Regions from separate parts of the Zea mays genome. Here all the other regions are linked to region 3. Evidence: chromatin contacts called from public Hi-C data. All regions are on one chromosome and are shown on one strand. Each heading gives the region's core, a stretch centred on a gene start, on an enhancer-like site or on the middle of the called end of the contact. The rest is flanking DNA. Distances are from core to core; before and after follow the strand shown. Region 1 holds the start of LOC100383356 (putative transcriptional regulator SLK2). Region 2 holds the start of LOC100282218 (60S ribosomal protein L15). Region 3 holds the start of LOC100191952.

What was found. Hi-C and Micro-C count contacts between places; a contact is called where the count stands out from the background.
Region 1: a contact with region 3 is called in a Hi-C map of leaf, with 5 times the contacts expected there. The contact joins the promoter of LOC100383356 here to the promoter of LOC100191952 in region 3. A contact is called at or near these places in 2 of 25 Hi-C or Micro-C datasets (both in leaf).
Region 2: a Hi-C map of ear shows a contact between it and region 3, with 2.3 times the contacts expected there. The contact joins the promoter of LOC100282218 here to the promoter of LOC100191952 in region 3. A contact is called at or near these places in 2 of 25 Hi-C or Micro-C datasets (ear and leaf).

What each region holds. Positions count from the first base shown.
Region 1 is chr7:8,352,079-8,355,913 of Zm-B73-REFERENCE-NAM-5.0, forward strand. It overlaps LOC100383356 (putative transcriptional regulator SLK2), which reads left to right and starts at 2,188. Exons shown (of 11, transcript NM_001176012.1): 1 at 2,188-2,310; 2 at 2,565-2,835; 3 at 2,966-3,235; 4 at 3,328-3,456. The coding sequence starts at 3,038.
Region 2 is chr7:8,680,065-8,684,098 of Zm-B73-REFERENCE-NAM-5.0, forward strand. LOC100282218 (60S ribosomal protein L15) reads right to left here and starts at 2,368. Exons shown (of 4, transcript NM_001155130.2): 1 at 2,314-2,368; 2 at 2,067-2,233; 3 at 772-969; 4 at 193-665. The coding sequence starts at 2,317. The coding sequence ends at 420.
Region 3 is chr7:8,488,140-8,492,034 of Zm-B73-REFERENCE-NAM-5.0, forward strand. It overlaps LOC100191952, which reads right to left and starts at 1,889. Exons shown (of 8, transcript NM_001137376.1): 1 at 1,764-1,889; 2 at 1,287-1,572; 3 at 1,136-1,197; 4 at 466-933. The coding sequence starts at 1,554.

The sequences.
Region 1 (3,835 bases), core at 938-3,437, 140 kb before region 3:
ATGTCTGCTGCCCGGGAGATCGAACCCTTTTTAAAGGTAGACCCCCCACTCGCGCCCCTGAAGCGTCACGGGTGAAGTCTCCCCCGGCGTGCACCAAAGATCCCACCTTATGACACGGGGGCCAGGCCCCACATGTCATACAGGCTAACCCGAAGAAGGAGCGTACAACTGCCATGCGGTTACGCGCCCCTTCATCTTCGGGGCAACCAGCGGTCAGGAGGGCGAACCGCCGTGCAAGGGGCATGCAACTGCCCCACGGTTAGGCGCCCTTTCATCTTCGCCGTAACCAGCGGTCAAAGAGGCGAACCGCCGCACAAGAAGCGTACAACCGTCCCACGGCTATGCGCCCCCTCAACTCCGCTGCAACGGACAGTCCAGCTCGGGGGCCAAGGCCCACATGTCATGTAACCGGCGCACCGGTTACCGTGTGCGAAGAAACTGCACCACCGCTTGCGCTAATGCCACGTCTCCTCTGGGCTGTCACGGGAGTCTGAAAAGGTAAATTTTTCAGAACCAGTGCAGCGACTCGAGGCAGCCCCGCGCATGGCCCAACAGTGCCATTAAGTACGATGGTCATGGGCCAGTCAGTCGTGGGAATATGCGCGTTAGTCGGCATGGCCATAGGCGGGCCGACAGTAATTGCAGCAACAGGCGGGCAGGAGCAGCGGTCCAACCGCAAATCAGACTCTGGCCCCACCTATAGGCTCGCATCCTCCCCTAAGGTGGACCCGGGGGCCACTGTCGGTACCCTAAATTAGAGGTACCCTCTTCTACAACATGAAGACGTCGCTCCCATACGACGTCCTCTAGCCACGCGGGGAACGGCGCCTGACCCCACCGCATGGGCAGACCAAAGGGTGCCACGTGGCAAGGAGAGACAACACATCTCAGTAAGTCCGGACCCCCACAGAGGGACACCGGACCGCTATACGTATAAGTACGGAGCCCCCGGGAGGTCCAAACCTCAGCAGGGTCCCGGAACGAGAAGAACCCTGGTATGAGCAGGGGTCCGGTGCTGACACGTGTCTGGGCCTTGCCCTTCACATCCTGCTCAGGCGGAGACCCGCTGCTTGTGGCCCATGACAAAAGTTATCGGGCCGAACCTGACGTGAGGGCGTCCCGTCCCATCCGCTGGCAGGCGGTGTCAAGGTCATCCAGCAAGCGGCGCGCCTGCTGGGTCTGCTGGCGAACAGTACGACCGTGCCAGGCAGCACGCTGTACCCATCATCCCTTCTACAAGAAGCTTCCCCTGTACGCCAAGGATACACAGATCTCGGGCGTCAGGGCGCAAGAGGATTGCCCCGACAACAGACATTAGTAGGCTCCAAGCGCTATATTCTTTATGCCCCTGGGCCCACATGTCGGATCCCAGTACCTTTGTGCATGCCCCCTTCAGCTATAATAGGGGAGGCATGCGACGTTACCCACACACGCAATCTTAGATCACACCATAGACTCGCAAGCTCATACAAGCTCACGGGCAATACATCTCATAGTGGAGTAGGGTATTACGCTCCGGCGGCCCGAACCACTCTAAATCCTTGTGTGTTCTTGCGTTCTTCCTGTTCATACCAACGTCCAAGCAAAACGTCTAAGCCCCACCTCATCTCAGGATTTAGGGCGGGTGCACTCCGCCACCCGGCCGGAGATCTACTCTCCGACAAATACCAACAATGAAACTACGGAGGCACATCAATAGACGATTATCCTGTGTTATTCTTATTTTGCTCATCCTTTATGGAAAATTCATGAATTAGTTTTGATACATTTTGATACTGCAACTATATCATATCATACATTTTTCTGAAATTGTTTGCTGTCATAGTCACATTCATTAAGATAAGCTGTGCTGCAACAATTCATTATCCAAGTGGAGGCATAGCAACAATTGTTTGCTGCCATAGTTTCCTGCTTATTACAGCAGCCAGCAGGCGTGCAGACAACGAAGTGATGACGGCGGGCAACCAGTACAGGCGTACAGGGAGCCTGGGTTTTTTTTTTGTTAAAGATTCGGGAGCTTCAGAGGAGGTGGAGGGTGTTTTCTGATAAAATGCCGAGGTGGGAGAGGCAGCCGTTTGATCGAAGATTAAAGGTTGAGATGTTATATGTGCACCATGGCTTCATGTGCACATGATACTTCGCCTTAAAAAAACGGCACCTGCGTCTCTTTCGCAACCATATCGCTCTCCGACGACTGCTGTATCGCCCCCCTGTCTCTCTGCAACGACTGTTGGGCCGCCGCCGCCCTACGCCAGTCGCCAGGTGTCGACACCTTCGTCGGTATCTTTACCGGCGACGAGCACGCACCAGGTATTCCCATCCCTTCCTCCTGTCCGAAGCTGAACACCCAAACCCTAATCTAAAGCTTTTTGACTATTCGATGCCTCCTAATTTCGAAACTTTTGCAAAAATTATTGGTATGCATGTGTACACTCATGCCCCTTTGCTGGCTCCACCCCTGCTTGATACATGGGCTGATTGCTCCAAGAAAGAAAATTGATGATAAACTTTCGTTGTAACTGGCATTTGTCTTAGATGACTTCATGAATTTATTCTCACAGCAGGTTCTAGTCATAAATATTGGAAGATCTTTATTGGTAATTCCAGCTATGTGCCCTGCCTTTATTGGAGATTCTTCAGGGTGATGATAGATGCCAATTCATCATTCTCTGGAGGTGCTCAGTTGCAGCCAAGTACAAGCATGAATACTTATTCCTTCATGCCTGCTCCATCGTCCCCAATATCATTTTCATCAAATAACATCTCTGGCTCTTCAGTCATTGATGGCTCCATTGTGCAGCAAAGTCCACCCCAAGACCAGGCGCAAAAGCAGAGGTCTTCAAGTCTAACATCACATCCTATTATTGAGGCTGGTGGTGCATTGCATGCTCCAAAGAAATTAAGAATTGATGTTAGGCAAGATGAACTGCAGCAACAGCTGATTCAGCGTCTGCTCCATGGTCAGGGTTCTCTTCATCTCCAGGGGCAACAGAACCCACAGCTTCAAGCTTTGATCCAGCAGCATAATCTGGCACATATGCAGCAGAGGCAGCAGCAGCTGCTGCAATCATTTGCTCAGACACAACCATCTCAAATTGGCATTCCTCATCAGCCTCAGCTTCCGCCATCACTAGCACAGCCTGGAATAGCTGTACCTGTTAGGACTCCTGTCAACAATGGCCTTTGTTCCCGCAGGCTAATGCAGTATTTATATCACAAGCGTCGTCGTCCGGAGGTGCGTTTGTGTTTCTGCGTTTTATACATTGATCATAAGATTACGAGATGCAAGCCCTGTGCAGTACAATTTATTGGTACACTGCATTGTAGAATAATCCCATAACATATTGGAGGAAGCTTGTTGAGGAATATTTTGCACCAACAGCAAGAGAAAGATGGTGTGTGTCATCTTACGAAAAGAGAGCGAATGCTTCAGTTTCTACTGCACAAACGGCTCAGGTTAGTTAACAGTGTATGCTTCACAGTGGCAAATTTGCATGCAATTGCATTGTTCTTGACTTCTTAGTTTTGTGTTCCATGTCCAGCACCACTTTTGCTGTCTGGCATCACTTCCTTCTTGATTCCAAAATAAGATTGATTGTCATTTTCTTAAACTTCTGCTTGATCATTGAATATCAGATCTAATTTAGTAGCTTTTAGTGGCTTCAGAATAGAGTTTGTAGGTATAGCTTTCTGTAGTAAAGATTTTCTTATTACAGTAGCTAAATAGAAAAGACAGTTCTTTTCGCTGTTGCAGATTTACAGTTAATGTGAAGGGGAATATTTCTTGTTTCTCCTTAAAATTTGCAAAAGGTGATGGATATATGTACCCCCTTCA
Region 2 (4,034 bases), core at 1,118-3,617, 190 kb after region 3:
CTGCTGTCGCCCGTGGTTGATGTCGCCTTCACATAGCCGGACAGCACAACGAAGGCACAACACCCATCTAAGCAGCAACCTCAGGGCAGCAACGACGCCAGCTTCAACATGTCAACATAGTTATCATCCTCACCGCACTATTCTGGATGCACCATCATCACGGGATGCAATACAGCAAGGCAAAACCAATCATTTAGTCCACAGCAGCAGGCAGCATTTGATCACTAACCATTCGTTGTCTGATAATACAGCGGAATTGCAAATAGTTCATGACATATGCTCCATAATTGACTTCTAACATTAAAAGTGCCAAGAACACAAATAGCAAAACTTTGAAAATGCAACCAGAGACAGGCACCCTTGTTGTCTTGATTGGGAATGGTCGGACAGTGGCAGTATCCAAGCACCCGACGAGCTGCTCAGCGGTAGCGACGGAGGGAGAGGGTCTGGTTGCGCTTCCAGGTGGCTCTCCTTGAGGGCCTGTTCTTGTGGTGAGTGTGGCCCTTGCCCCGCAGGCCACGGTACTTCTTGCCTGCTGAGGTGAGGCCACGGAGCTCGCGGTGCTTGTGCACAGGGTTGCATAGCCAGTTGATCCTCGGGTCGGTTTTGATGGCTTTGTGGGCAACGTCCACAAGGATGATCTCGAAGTACTTGTAGGTACTATCCTGTGATAGGAGATATGGGCATGTCAGGCAATTAGAAAAAAAATTTGACAGATATAAACAAGCTAGTATGTTTAAAGAGGAGTGTTCATGTTACAATCCGATGTACCTCATTCACCCAGTAGGAGTTAAGAACCCTCAGTCCACCAAGCTTACGTCCAGCTCTCTCCTCAGCGACAGACCTCTTGTTCCTCTGGAACTTGAGCTGGGTGATACCCTGGTGCTTGGGCTTGCCATAGACAATACCCTTGGGCACAGGCCTCTTCCTGCCACCACGCTTCACACGGACACGGTAGACAACATATCCCTGAAGATGAATTACCACAACACAACGTCAGACAAAATCAGGACATATATACTCAAACTGCAATTGTAAGATGAAGCAAACAAGGCAACATAGCATACTAACAGTCTTCTCAAAAATCATACACAGATACACCAAAAAATTATTACTCCCTTCGTTCCAAATTATAAAACATTTTTGGCCTTTTAGATTGGTAACTTTTGCTGCATATCTGGATATATTATGTCTAGATTCGACGTAAAAGTTATGAATCTAGAGATGCCAAAACATCTTAATAGTTTGCCACAGTGGGAGTAAGGGCCTGTTTGGTTCGCTGCCTAACTTGCCACATTTTGCCAAACTTTTCTGCCTAAGGTTAGTTCTCCAATTCGAACGACTAACCTTAGGCAAAGTGTGACGCAGTTAGTCACGAACCAAACAGACCCGTAACAAGACCCTGGTGTGAAAAAAAAAGGCTAGGCTAACATGAATTAAGCCACTTAATCACAATATGGTTGGCTGATTTTTACATGGTGATACAATGTAACACCGTTTATTTATTTATTTACATTATGCTCATGTCCTCAGCTAGTGGCCAATGAAGACTTATTTTGTGTACTACAGATATCAAAATTACTGATGACTACAAAATAACCCACACCAAACGATATTAAGTTTATGGTCCAGATGTGATGAACCATCATATGCAGCAATCGTAAGAACTCACTTTTGAGTTGTGTTCAAATAATTCCAACACAACAAGTAGCTACAATATCTTATATCTAAATTCAAGCATTAAATATCCAATCCAAAAATCTTAACCATGCCCAAACATAGGCTCAGCTGCATGCTTGTATTGTAGTAGTGGACGGCGTACGTCGGAGTGATAACCAAAAGCAGTTCTACATTTCGCAAACAAAAAACTGACGACGATCTATCGTATATCTATTACAGTAGAAATGGTCGCCCACAGCCGTAAAAATCTTATAAACACAAACCAGCAAACGGTGATATGATTGCGCAGATCAAATCCTAAATGGCTGCAAGCCCTCCACCAACCTATTTCTACATCACTATCTCGCGGCAGGCAAGAGAACAGAGCGGCAGGCGAGAAGACCTACCTGCTTGGCCTTGTAGCCGAGACGACGGGCCTTGTCGGGGCGGGTGGGCCTGGTGAGGCGGACGATGGACGGCTGCTGCCTGTACTCCCAGCAGCGCACGCGCTGCACGAAGCGCATCACGTCCGACTGCTTCCTCCTCCATAGTTCCGACACGTACTTGTACGCCCCTGCGCGACGAACAGACTATCAGAGAGAGACGACGCGCAAAGGTTCGCCTGCACGGAGAGACCACAGAACATTTGCTCACCCATGGCGGCTGCGGCAGCAAGCGGCGGTGGCAGCGGCGGCGGCGAGTGGGGTGGAGTGCGCGGAGAAGGACAGGTTTTCGGTTGGAGGGGCACTTATATCCGAACGATGGGAGTCTCGTGGCCGTCGGATGGGCTAGGGTTTGGAGCAGGCGAGGTGGATGTTGCAAAAGTGGGCCGAGCGAGCTGGGCTTCCTCGCATAAGCAGATGGGCTTCAGATAAAAACAGGCTTGATCATTTTCCATTTTCAGATGAAGATTCGGATATGCATGAAAACATGGATGTAAACATTGGAAGGTAGCTAGGACTAGGAAAACGACTCTAGTTTGGAATTCAAAACGACACTGCAATCCATATATTTGGAGCTGCAGAAACATTTCACACTAGACATTAATCCACAAATAAACATGTTTAACCTTAAAAGCGAGCGCAGAAATGTATGACTCACTTCGGCTTGAATTCTGATTCGACTCGGTGATAACACAATTTCTTAGACTCAAGCCTAGGTTTCTCCTCACGTTTGTTCTTGCTGTCACTAGGTATGTCAGTATATGCCACGGCACACAAAATATTCAGCAAAATATTAGTGCACAACAATTACATACAAACGAATAACACTTATATCATCACCAACTTTAATGTCTCAAAAATTGTTTGCTAACATCAAAAATTGTTTGCTAACAAATACAATGTTACACTTATACAATTAGTGGCAGCGGCATGAACACATCCGAGAGTAGCCATGAAGTGAAACTATTTTGTTACTTCTCTCACAAAGACATAAATATCTGAAGTTGTGTAATATGACATAATAATTAACATGACCCATGAAAAAATATGAACCGGAATATGGTCTCACGCAAGCCAAGCACGATCTCTCTCTCTCCTTCAACACGAGCAGAGTTCATCCCATCCACACCCAGTCGAGCCTGATGACATCGTCCAACTCCATCAGCGCTATGGTGCCATCCTGCGCAGCAGGCATGAATACGAAGAAGAGTGAGATCGACCTAGATGCCTCTTGTGATGCAAAGAACTCCGAACCACCTACAATATAGCGTGTGAAAAAATATAGAATAAGATGAAACCAAAAGAAGGGTAAATGCATGTAGTTCTTTGTGTGAATGCACACCTCGTTTATAGAGTTCGGTGTATCCACAATCTGTGCAAAGGTTGGTCTTAGAGTAGGATCTTTCTGCCATCATCTCTGTAGTAGTTCAGCGAGCATAGGATGTGTATTAGCGGCAATAGTAAGTCTGAGATCCTACATGCAGAGGTATCGTATCTACCAAACTAGGATTCGAAACAGGAACTCCACAACACTTTCAGAAGAATATTTTACTTCCCCACCAAACACTGAAAAAATACAAATGAGTTACAACTCAACATTCACCTTCTATTTGGAACATTTTCCTTTCAGCAAATAAAAGTGGTATGATAACAGCAAGATGTGCTACTATTCTTTTTTTGACAAACCACAATAGCTTGTGTGTTAAACTACGATACCTTTTGAACACCGGCAACTGCTGCTTGAAGAGGTGTCATGACTTCATATGGAAGCTGAAACAAAAAAGGCCAACTCAACAATTAGCAAAACCACACTTCTGCTCTACCATTACACCGGAGAAACAAAATGATGGTGAGAGAAAAATAACCTTTGCACTGGATTCTAGTAACAAGATATCAAACTCAAAAGGGAAGATATTTGCACCCAGAAAGCTT
Region 3 (3,895 bases), core at 639-3,138:
AGCATGAAGCCATTTCAACCAAACGACTAAAATTCTACACCTAACATCTTCATCAATGTCGCCATCCTTTTGTAGCATCAATCCTAAATATCGAAAAGACTCCTAGCCACCAGTTGCCCATTCAGGGTAACATCCCCATCCTCATGTCTAGTCACCAAGGTTATTAAGGCGTCGCTAAAGCGACGAAAGCGGTAAGGCGCGGGGAAAAGGAGGCGGTGCTGCAGCCCTACAGTGATAACTACACCCTCGATGCAGTTATTTTGGAATGAAGAGAGAATTTGCCACCCCAAAAATAATCAGGTCCTTTACCAAGCATCAGTGAAGCTCATGAGTAAGATCTAAAGAATAAATATGCCAACAAACATTTAAACTAAACTAGAAGTCAGCATAGGGCACAACAATAACTCTATATTGAATGGACAGAACAGAAACAATTTAGTAAACTTTAAGAGCAGAAAAGCCTACCATGAGATGAGGATACTGCCTCGTGTTTTGATTCCTCGACTGCCCCTTGGTTTTAGGGTTGGAAGTCGAATTGTGGTTGCCGGTGAACTTTTGCTGCTTGTCAGAGAACATCTCACTACTATAATATGGATAGTGTGACCAACTAGTCTGGTTCTGATAGCTGCCAGAACGCACACTAGACCGGCCATATGAACCATTGGAACCTGGCATGTTCCGGTCTGTCTTCAGCACCGAATTTGAATTTTTCAAACCTTTCACCTCATCCACACCAATAGTAGATACATCCGTTTGCGGCGCTGGAGTCAATTTCTCACTTATACCATTGGATGACAGCTTGGCAGTAGAGTTCTGTTGCTTGGTGTATGTCGACGGGTACTGGTAATTCTGAGACCCATAAATCTGACCATCATGCCCCATGGTTGCAACACCATATGGAGCATAGCCATAGTACATGTCAGCATAGGTACCCTGAACAATACATGAATAAAGAATTTATTTTCAACCAATCAAAATACGCTCAAAGCACATGGAAATCAAGAAGTAACATTTAGTATGGGTGAAGATGAGAATAATTATTATTCGAATGAATACAATCTCCAGGTTGCAATAAACGAAAATAAAGATACTATTATCTGAACACATATCAAACAAAGAAAGGAGAATCACTGACAGCAGTTGGTGTCTGTGCTCCATCATGGCTCAGGTATGGGTACTCCCCCCAGCCACCATAGGCTGCAGATTATAAAAAAAGAACGTTGAACGAACTGTCCATAGAAATTCAAGCACCAAACACTCAAGAAACGAACCAAACAGATCATTACCTCCATAGGCATAAGCCGGGTAAGCACCATAATACATGTTACCGTCCTTGTAGTCCTGCACCTGCAGGTTCTCCGCCCCCGGCTGCAAGCTCCCTACGGCGGCGGCGGCCACGCCCTTGGCCGGAGGCGCGTCCTTGTAATCCTGCACATGCAGACTCTCCATCGCCGGCTGGAGGCTCTCTACCGCGGCCTTGGCCGGAGGCGCGTCCTTGTAGTCCTGCACATGAAGAGTCTCCATCCCCGGCTTCAAGCTGCCTACAGCCGCCATCACGCCCTTGGCCGGAGCCTGAAACGGTCGAAACAGCATACATGGCGTCAGATCGTCCAGCCCAGGTTGCGGATCTAGTAAAGTCCATATCTCCTCGCGAAGAAGCTAGGGGTTTAGTAGACATAAGACAGCCAAATAGCTTGAGGTTAGAGTGTGGGAACTCGGTTTCGCAACGCAGACAGGGGAGAGGAGGGCGTGGGAGGGAATACTTGGTGGGCGCTCTTCGCCGGCGAAGAGATGGGCACCTAGCGTAGGGCGGCGGCGGTAGCCTACCCAGTCGTCGCTGACAGGGGAGGGAATGAAGGATAGTGAAGCGCGGACGGACGGCGGCTGGGCAGCAGAAAGGGAGGAGGGTTTAGGGTTACTTTGCAGTATATATTTCCGCCTCGTTGGTTGTGGTTGGGCCTTTAACGGGCCTTCTTTGAGACGCGCCGGCCCGGTCTGTAGCCCTGTCCCTGTACGCATGTGACGGGTTAACGGGCCTAATAGGAGAGTTTTTCCACGTTTTTTTAGTTTCTTTTTTTTTTCTCTCACCTTTTACTCACTGCCCTAATTTGGTACTTATTCTCCATGGACACCATCTTTGGAAGCATTGGTTTCAAATAAGTGAAACAACAGTATTTTTAGCGCATTGCGAATAAATATATGGAACATTTTTCTATATATTTCATTAAGCACGGAAAATTCTCGCAATTTGAAACTTTTGTAAAAATACTCAATCATAGAACATCTTCGTGTTTGGGAGGGGGTTACTTGTAGTTGTAGGTGCTGCCGGAATGTGGCCTTAAGTTATCTAAGCTTACTCGCCTAACCTCCTATGACACCTCTATCTTGTATTGCATCTCTTATTTCAAATTTTAATCTATAGACAATGCAAATTGCAGTATACAATATTGTTTTGTACGAGCATATAAGTGATATGCTAGTCATAACCTTAAGTTGATGGAGTTGCGGATGCTAGAGACAGTCTACAGAGGCGGTGAGTAAGCTGTCAGGAACGATCGCCAGGCCTAGATATGCGACTGTTTAGAGCCTCAAAAACTACTATCGCCAAATCTCTATTTAACACTAATTAACAAAGTTTTTATTTAAGTGAAAAAGAAAAATACTAGACAAGCTAAGGAATTGTTTATCTTGCTTATGCTTAGACGCTAAGATCACTAAGATAAGTATAAATTGATGCAATAAACATACATTGAAACTTTATTATTGCGTGGAAGTGTGATTTGCTTATATCTCTACTATTTGTTAAGCCAATAGTGTAGACCATAACACCGAACTAGATCAAAATAACAAAATTTATGTATAGCTAGGATTACAAATAAATTACGAAACTTTTTTCTCATATCATAACAGTATAATAGACATTTGTATATAAGTTACACATTTGTACATAAGTTATTAGGGAATTATATATTCCTGTTGCAAGGTACAAGCACTCATCTAATTGTGTTATAAATTCTAGATCTTTGTTACACATTGTTTACATGGCCTCTAATTGCTACGCACGGCACTGACGGCGGCAGGAGGGCAATAGGCAGGAGAGCATCCCGAAAGTGAAGAAAAAGAAGCAGCATAGTACTGATACGTACACTGTTGGATTAATTAGGATATAATGGTTACTGTTCATGGACTGAAAATAACATTTCCTCATAAAGAATTCAAACACCAACAATAAAATTTAATTTGCTTTCCTTGTTGTCTCATGCTCGATGGCTATTTAATAAACGGTAAAATATGTCGATGTCGAGTATACATGTCAAATAGGTCGACACGACAGTGGGCTCGTGTCCCGGCACAAGGACGGTCTGGCCCGGCCCGACTAGAAGCGTGCCTGGGTCGGCCTGGCCCGATAGCCGGGCTGGGCTTGGGCCGGCCGTCTGGCCCGCAGTGCAGGCATGGGCGCGACACGATTAAAGGGTAGGCACGGTTATGGCCGTTTGAGGGACTGTTTTTGTAACGGTCAATCTGCTTTTAGCTATAATATTGATGATTTTGTTATTATATGAGAGCCTTCTGAATTGTGATATGTGTTTAGGGATGAAAACGGTCGGTAAACGCTAAAACCATTATCGTTTTCATATTTTTTATCGGAAACAAAATCGAAAACGGTAACTCCGGAAACAAAAACGTTATCGGTATTTCGGAAACATCGGAAACGAAAGTTCGGTGCGGAAAATACACCGGTAACGGTCGAAATCTAAAATACGATCGGTAAACATATCAAACTTCACAATACAACAAAGTTGACAAAAAATCACAAAAACCACAAGTTCACAATTCATGATATAACAAGTTCACATGGATCACAAATTTATAATATAAAAAGTTTACAAAGATC